2 separate regions of the Mus musculus genome follow, and region 2 is linked to region 1. Evidence: chromatin contacts called from public Hi-C data. All regions are on one chromosome and are shown on one strand. Each heading gives the region's core, a stretch centred on a gene start, on an enhancer-like site or on the middle of the called end of the contact. The rest is flanking DNA. Distances are from core to core; before and after follow the strand shown. Region 1 overlaps Cdc40 (cell division cycle 40). Region 2 has its middle 65 kb from the start of Gm48057.

Region 1 (4,491 bases), core at 1,075-3,574:
ATCCTAAGGGGGGGAGGGGGAGTAGAACACAGGTGAGGTAAAGAGGAAATAATGCAGAAGGCAGGTTAAGTTCAGAGAGGGATGAGAAGGTAGAGCAGAGAAGAGAGAGTGAGAAAAGGGGTAGCTGACCCTAAGGATGCTTGGAAAATCAGAACCACCTGTATAGGGAGCCTGGCAAATTGAGAATGTCTTAATTAAGACGCCCCTCCCCCCAAATGTGGGTAGCACCTTCTAATAGCAGCCCAGACACAAAGGGCATTCATTAGCAGTGGGGCAGTATTTGCCAGTTGGTGATTTGGCCTTGCCTCTTACTGCTGAGTGAGTTGATTTTGTACTGCTACTGTGCTATGACTTCTTTGCTGATATCAAAACCAGTGTTGCCTGGCTTCCATGGGTGACTGAGGACCAGCATCTCTCCAGCAATCCTTTAGGTCCTGGGTGAGCTTTGGACTGCGGAGCCACCCAACCTCAAACGCAAGCAACTACACAGTTCTCAGTCTCTGGGGTGTGCTGCAGCTGATGTTATGATTTCAAAGCAAGACGACTTAACAGTCTTTGAACACATTCATTTGTCCTATTGGTTCTGTGCCTCTACAGCTGTGATTTTCAATCTGTGGGTGCAACTTCTTTTGTGGTTTGAAAGACTTTCACAGGGTTTGCCCAAGACCATTAGAAAACACTGATATTTACATTAGGACTCATAACAGTAGCGAACTTAGATATGAAGTAGCAACAAAGATGATTTTATGGTTAGGGGTCATCACAACTTGAGGAACTGTAGTAGGAAGGTTGAGAACCACTGCTCTAGAGAAAGTTGGCTAAACCACCTCTCTCTGATATGTTGGCCATGAGTGTCCTAGAGCCTCCAAAACCAATACAGGTTATCTTCATTGTTCTTGGTTGCCCAACAGAATTTGATGATAAGACCCCATTGCTGAAACCACCACACATTTCGGTCACAGGATGTGGAGTCTTGAAGATGGTACTGACAGGGAGTTATCCTAGCTGATTGGCTTTCATAGTACGGTAAGGTGCTGTGGAGCTTGCTGCGGGTAGGTCAACAACAGTCCGTTGTAACCTCCATGAACTACGACGACGACCAATGTGTAATAGCTGTGCTAGCACTGCAGAGGTAACCACCCAATTCCTGCTTGGATCTAAGATCTGCTCCACAGGAGAAAAAGAAATGTTTAGTGCTGTAAATCTTGCCAAGAACTCATGGGTAGGGAATTCATAAGCCTCAGGAGTGAATCTACAGCTCTTATTTTGCTAAATGGACACAATATCAAATTGCTTTCTAAATTTATATCTCTCTACTCATAAAATAGCACGGCCCTCAGAACTCATTAGAAAGTTTCTTTGTGCAATAGAAAGTAGTAAATGCAGAAATTCACAAATGGCCAATGTGTAGAGTATCTGTGGAGTGCCCAGCCACACATGTGACACACAGTATCATGCCCAGCCACACATGTGAGACACAGTATCACGCCCAGCCACATATGTGAGACAGTGTCATGCCCAGCCACACATGTGAGACACAGTATCACGGCCAGCCACACATGTGAGACACAGTATCACGCCCAGCCACATATGTGAGACAGTGTCATGCCCAGCCACACATGTGAGACACAGTATCACGGCCAGCCACACATGTGAGACACAGTATCACGCCCAGCCACACATGTGAGACACAGTGTCATGCCCAGCCACACATGTGAGACACAGTATCACGCCCAGCCACACATGTGAGACACAGTATCACGCCCAGCCACATATGTGAGACAGTGTCATGCCCAGCCACACATGTGAGACACAGTATCACGCCCAGCCACACATGTGAGACACAGTGTCATGCCCAGCCACACATGTGAGACACAGTATCACGCCCAGCCACACATGTGAGACACAGTATCACGCCCAGCCACACATGTGAGACACAGTGTCATGCCCAGCCACACATGTGAGACACAGTGTCATGCCCAGCCACACATGTGAGACACAGTGTCACGCCCAGCCACACATGTGAGACACAGTATCACGCCCAGCCACACATGTGAGACACAGTGTCATGCCCAGCCACACATGTGAGACACAGTGTCATGCCCAGCCACACATGTGAGACACAGTGTCATGCCTGCCCTGCATGGCTCAGGGAGAGTCTAAAGCCAGAAGTCTCTGACTTTCTACTTGAAATGTCTGCTTACTTACTCACCAACCATGTATTTCACGATGTGAATTTCAATCCAATGCTTGTGACAGGTCCCTTCCTCCCACTAGCTCCTCTCTCCCCTGGCTCCTTTGTACTTGGCTTTTTCTATACTCTATTACATCAACCATTTATGACTCATAAGAATGGATGCTGCCAGTGAATCTATGGTACTGCTTAGCTTTCAACTAGAGCCTTATCCTGAGACATTAAAACGTGAACCCTCTGTGTCTGATGAAATATGGCAGCTGTGTTCCCTAGGTCTCAGGCTGCGATCCACATTTAAGGTCTGGGTGGCATTTTACACTCCTTTCTGGTGCCAGAACATATCGTGGCACCCTTAGCTATCTGCTGCTTTTTTCTGCATCCTATATGACGGCAATCAACACTATCGAAACATACAGTTCAGCCAGTTGAGCTTCAAGGCGCTTGCTTCTGCAATTGTTGCCGGTATTAGGATCCTCATGGCTGCCTCTCAAAGGTTGATGCTTCTCTGCCACTATTCTCTTATAGGCACTTTATAAGCATTTTAAGTTAGTGGCCAGCCCCATAATGTGGTTCTCAAGAGCCAGTTCCTGCCAGATGTGGCTAGTCCAAGTCCGCAATCCCAGCATTTGGGAGGTAGAAGCAGGAGAATCAATTCTAAATGAGACTCTGTCTCAAAATACACAGACCATCAACTGTTTCTCCTCGGAAAGATTTCTGCGACCCTCCTCTGTATCCTTTGTCTTAAAATTGGTTCCTTACTTATGGCAAAACAGCCCAGCTTCTGCTTCAGTGTCTAAATATTCATTCAGTTGAACCTTTTACATCAGTTGAACAAACCTAACTTTTTGGGAAGAACTCTGTCCGGGTTGTGACAAAAAGCATGCATCGAGGAGGAGGAGGAGGAGGAGGAAGAGGAGGAGGAGGAGGAGGAGGAGGAGGAGGAGGAGGAGGAGGAGACGGCGGCGGCCGCAAGTAGTCTACATGAGCAAGCTACAGCATGCTTTCAGGGTTTCTACACTAGGAAGGAGCCTGTCTGTCTGCATGCTCTAATCCCACCTGCCTACACCCGCTTTGGTCATGTGGTTAGAATAAACCCATTACCATACTGAACACACCCCTCCCACCTCTCAACGGCAATTCCTTCTGTGTGACCCATTTAAGTCTGAGGTGGTTTGTTGGTATCTTCACAGACCTAAGACAAAGGACACAATGAACTCAGCAGCACTTTCTATAAAAAGAATGCTTTATTCAAAAATAGGATCTTTTCAAAAAAGAGAAAACTTTTATGTACAATTACTCTGTTTAGAAACAGTCAAAAACACAATAAAAGAAATTGAGATTACGAAATTATGATTTGTTAACATGCAATACTGTTGTTGAAGTTTTTCTCTTACTACATTCCAGTAATTCACATTTGTTAAAATAGTGGTTTGGACGACAGAATGGTTTTGTATAATTCCTTCCTCCTATATGCCACCCTTCCTGGAAGACACAGAAATGGCAATGGCTAGGCAGTGCAATGTTCAGCATGTGATTTAAAAAAGAGAAAGCCCCGTGGCCTTTCAGACTGGGGGGCTCCAGGCATTTTCTTATAATGTCAATGGTTTTTCAAAGATCTGAAAAGAAATTTAATTTTTTTCTAACATTCAAAAGTTTTACTGTTTATATTCACAAGTAAAACCAGAGTGATTTTAAGGACAAAACTGTGACTTTAAAGAAATTACAAGTGGTATTTTGGACTCTGTCTTCACACTCTGGCCAGAGGGAACTCATTATTATTCATCCAGTGGCAAAGCAGAGCCTGAGACCCTGATTTCTGGGTGCAGCCAGGGCCTTACAGACAGTGATTGCAAGCAACATTCAAAGCCTTGGCTTGTTCCCTTGAGTTCCAGCTTCAGAGACAACCTCACTTTCTGCTTAGGTCTACACAGTCCTGTCTCTCGTGACTAGGAAGAGAGTCAAGAAAGGAACTTCGGACTGCTTTCTAATTTTACATTGCTTAATAGTTAGAAGAAAGCTGCAACCAATGAGGGTCACTAGTTTACACGTAAAAATACAAAGGCCATAAAAATAATGGAACCGGAAGAAGACAAGAGCTTGATTCAGCAGCGGTGACTGTGGGTGACTGTAGGTGACTGTGGGTGACTGTGGGTGACTATGGGTGACTGTGGGTGACTGTAGGTGACTGTAGGCGACTGTGGGTGACTGTGGGTGACTGTAGGTGACTGTAGGTGACTGTAGGTGACTGTGGGTGACTGTGGGTGACTGTAGGTGACTGTAGGTGACTGTAGGTGACT
Region 2 (4,447 bases), core at 577-3,076, 140 kb after region 1:
CATGGCCTCTGCATCAGCTCCTGCTTCCTGTCCTGCCAGAGTTCCAGTCCTGGATTCCTTTGGTGATATGGAAGTGTTAGCTGAATAAACCCTTTCCTCCCCAACTTGCTTCTTGGTCATAATGTTTGTGCAGGAATAGAAACCCTGACTAAGACACATATATACATATGTGTATATATGTGTGTGTGTGTGTGTGTGCGTGTACATATATAAATACATATATATTGAGCAAAAGAGAAGCAAGCATGCCCAAAGGCTCTTGCAGAAATGTCCATCCTTGAGAATTCACTTGACGACATTATCAAGTTGTGAGGAGACTCCATATTGCTTCTGCCTGTGCCTGTAAGTGTAACAGACAAATCACACCTTCTTGGCTGCAGCCTCTCGTCTGTACTGAGGGAAGGTGCTCCGTGGGTCTGTGGGAGCCTCTCCTGTCCATGGTTCATGGAGAGAGTGCCCCTCTCCCCCATGATGATCAGCAGGACGGGTCCAGGATCACAGGATGGCAAAACATCGCGTCCAGCTCTGCTGCTCACCTGCTCCGTGAGACCCTGGACAAAGTTCAACCTCTCTATGCCTTTGTGTCTTCTTCTGAGCAATCAGGATAACAGCAGGCCTACTTCGTCATGGTGCTATGTGGATTTAATGAGAAGTAAGTAAATTGCATAATGCCTCAGAGCTAAAGGATTGTTTCTGTGATGGCGTGCTTCTCTGTGTGATCAGACACCACAGAGAAAAGTGCAGACCATCTAGATCCATTCTCTGGCACTGAACTGTGGCTAGAGAGCTTAAGAGGTGAGTTAAATGGCTCCTAGGGTCGTGCTTTCTGTGTTGGAGACTGGAACATTAGACTATGTATCCTGGCCGCACAGCGCAGCCTCCCAGACTCCATCTGGCAAAAGTTCAAGCATCACTAATGCTCATGTGCCATCATCAACGTAGTTGTTAAAATTCTGTGATGATATAGAGGGAATCTGCTCCAACAATGGCACGGCAAATTCCTGTCAGACTGTCCTGCAAAGGGAAGTGGGTAAGCCTGGAACAGGTGAGCCCACAGGACGTGGGTTGGGAGGAACTGTTCCCATAAATGCTCCTAGGAGAGGAACGGGGATGGAGAGTCTCTGCCGAGTCCTCCAGTATCCTCAAGGAAAAGTCTGTCTGGTGGGGCAGGATCCTACAGTCCTTCTCCAGCCCCCTCTTAGCTAAAATTCTGAAATCTCTTATATCAGAGTCCTGAGATACAGTGCCATGCGTTAACTAAATGTTCTCAATTTTCTAGCACAGTGATTTTTTTTTTTCTACTACCTGATTTTTTTTAAGAATCATTTAGCATTAAACCCAAAAGTTTAAAACTCACAGAACTGGACACAGGCAACATGTTACACAAATGTGTATTTTATTTTCCTGTGTGTGTGCATGTGTTTAGGCAACATTTATAAATATTGACTCATCTTTCACCAGGTGCCAGGCACTGTAGCATTCTGTGTCCTGAGGGAAAGAAAAACACTGGACAAAAAAGAAAAGAAAATCCGTTTTTTAGGAGCTTCACATTTTTCTGAGGAAGACAAATTGCCTATGACACAAATAGTGATGAGTGTAGCAAAGAAAAACCCCACCATGCAGGAGCAGGATGCAGTGGGCACCTTGTTCAGATAGGCACGGGCTGTCTGTAGGGAGCCGACAGAGCCTTGGGCAGAGGGATTCCAGTGTGCAGCTTGGAGCCACATTCAAGAGAGAAAACGAATTTCCCTGCAGACCAAGGCGGGCAACGGGTGGGGGTGGGGCAGGCAGGAGCAGCTGATCCCGCTGGGCGCTGGGCTCAGAGAGGCGGGCACTCTGGCTTTCTTCCTGGTGTGACTCTGGGAGGGCTTGAGTACAACAGCGGTAGGATGTGGTGGTATGCCTGTTGTTAAAGATTGTAGCTGCCTCACGGAGAAAACACTGCAAGAAAGGAGGGCGGAGGCTGGAAACTCAAAAGACTACTAGAGCTGGCAATTTGGAGACTTGGACAGAAGAGGGGTTATCGGGGCTCATATGCAGGGGTGCACTTTGATGTGGTCGCCCACTCATTAAGAGAAGACAGGGTTTACTGTGTCTGTGGTTTCGGTTAGACATCTGTGTGACTGATTTGATCACTCCAAGAGTTGCAGATATAAATAGCGGCACCATTAGCACACAGGTATAAACCCGTAACTTTAATGAGATCCAGTGGAGAGCAGGGACAGATGGAGGAGAAATGACTTGGAGACTTAGGTCTCAGAGCTGGGAAGAAGAAGGGACCTGCACAGAATAAGAGGGAGAAGAGATAGAGGAGGGGAGGGGGAGGGGGAGGGAAGGGGAAGGGAGGGAGAGGGAGAGGGAGAGAGAGAGGGAGAGGGAGAGAGAGAGAAGCAGTCAAGAGGAGGGGCTGCATCAAGACTGGGTGAGAGAGAACTAGGTGAGGACAGTTGACCAAACCTCATTTGTGCACAAAACAGCAGATACCACTCTCTGTAGTACACTTGCCTGCTGCCTGCTCCTGGGATCTGAAGCTGAAAGCTCTCCTGGCATGGGAGCCTTTGTCTAAACTTAGTTGATAAGGTGTTTGCTCTAGACTTTCTTTCTTCTTCCTCCTCCTCTTCTTCTTCCTCTTTCTTCTTCTTCTTCTTCTTCTTCTTCTTCTTCTTCTTCTTCTTCTTCTTCTTCTTCTTCTTCTTCTCCTCCTCCTCCTCCTCCTCCTCCTCCTCCTCCTCCTCCTCCTCCTCCTCCTTTAAGATTTTTGTATTGATTTATTTAATATATGTTAGTACACTCTCACTGTGTTCAGATCCACCAGAAAAGGGCATCAGATCCCAATACAGATGGTTGTGAGCCACCACATTGTTGCTGGGAATTGAACTCTAGGGAGAGCGGTCAGTGCTCTTAACCACTGAACCATCTTTCCAGCCCGCTCCAGACTTTCTAACCGTGATATGAAGGGCTTAATGAGATAGACTGGGCTCACCCTATGGGATCGACTCTTTTGTTTGTATGGGACAGTCCATTTTATTTAAGAGGAAAACATGGCATAAGAACAGAATCTGATCATGGTAGAGTTCAGTGTAAATTCCAGCCATTTCCCTGAGGGCTTATCCAGAAGCCTGACAGGAAGGCCTGGCCCTGCCTGCGTCCCCTTGGTTGCCCTGGCTCTGTATGCTTGTACCCTGATCGTTATCCGGATCCCATGCCAGCTTATGTTGGAATGACTGCAGCTGGGCTATTGTAGAATTCTCCCTCTGTTCGTGTGGGTGGGAAATCCATTCTTGATGTGCGCCCTTCCTCTGCTGTCCTTATTCATAGCTTGCTTCTTCCCAGACCCGCAGAGCTCAGGAGTTTCAGGAGGATTACTTGGCTTCGTGTGCCCTCTTGTGTGCTGGCCCGATGCCTCTCTTGAATAGCTTTGCCCTCCCTGCCATGTGACAGTGGGAAGACTTCAGGGCCTACCTGATATTTTTTGGCAGGGAAAGAACAACTTCTAAAGCATGTTGCTATAGTTACCGAGTCTCCCCCCCCCCCCCATAGCACAGCAGCCACTGACTCTGTGCTACTTTGTGTAGCTCTAGAAAATATTCTCCCCCCCCCCTTTTTTTTTCTTTTAATCACTTCATGCCCACTTCTGCGTGGGTTACACAGAGAATGAGAAACACAAAGACTCTATTATAGGAGCACACCCACCCACCCACGCACAGAATCATACATGCACATTTCAAGTTTGACATGCCTGAAATCACAGATGTCTCTTAAGTAGAATTTTGTCCCCGGGACCCACTTCAGGAGACTTGCTATAGTGACGGCAAATGTATAGGAGACATTTCTGTCCACTTCAGGAAGGTGTTTGTAGCTATTTCTGGACACAAATTAGGCACATGGACCCTCCCCCCAATCCTTTTAAGTAATTACTTGTTCTATCTGTAGGGGGAAAATAGATTCGTCTGTGAACTCTTGTAAAAGTTAAAGCTTCAAATCAGCCTCGTTGGGGTTTTCCTATTGTTTATGTGGATGACTATAATTACTAGAAATGGTGACATTTAGAGCCTAGTTCGAGTTCCTGTCTTATTGGATAAGCACAAGTGTTCCAAGCAGACACTCAGAAGGCAGTAACAAGGTGGGTTATGCACATCGTGTGCACATAGGTCCTCTTCTCCTCACCCCCCTTTCACAGAAACACACAACACAAGCTGGATGACAGAATAACGAAGGATGTGGGTGTAAACATATATCTCCCTCCCCTCCTCTGGCTTCCAGATCCCCCCGGGGCCCCAGGTGTTGAAGCTCCACTCTGCCTTTCTCCCATGCTGCAGTGGGGCTATGGGGAGCTGTGGGGGGCTGTTGGTGGCCACACTGGCTCTTTGGCTCCCATCACTAATGTACTCTGTTGGGGATTTCTTCCTCTATATGAAGCCGTTGGTCTTACTGTCAAAGAAAGGGA

Evidence for each region. Hi-C and Micro-C count contacts between places; a contact is called where the count stands out from the background.
Region 2: a contact with region 1 is called in a Hi-C map of cortical neurons, with 2.5 times the contacts expected there. The contact joins two enhancer-like sites. A contact is called at or near these places in 1 of 484 Hi-C or Micro-C datasets (cortical neurons) and 1 of 9 other capture datasets (liver).

Annotation. Positions count from the first base shown.
Region 1 is chr10:40,828,202-40,832,692 of GRCm38.p6, forward strand. Cdc40 (cell division cycle 40) reads right to left here. Exons shown (of 15, transcript NM_027879.2): 15 at 3,420-4,491. Among named protein-coding and RNA genes, the nearest start is that of Cdc40, 53 kb to the right of the region's middle. Within about 2 kb of position 2,325, at least 22 of the 459 cell types and tissues checked have an H3K27ac peak or open chromatin away from gene starts, as enhancers often do. A contact at or near this core is called in cortical neurons, where this site is marked.
Region 2 is chr10:40,967,770-40,972,216 of GRCm38.p6, forward strand. No RefSeq gene overlaps it. Among named protein-coding and RNA genes, the nearest start is that of Gm48057, 65 kb to the right of the region's middle. Within about 2 kb of position 1,827, at least 70 of the 459 cell types and tissues checked have an H3K27ac peak or open chromatin away from gene starts, as enhancers often do. A contact at or near this core is called in cortical neurons, where this site is marked.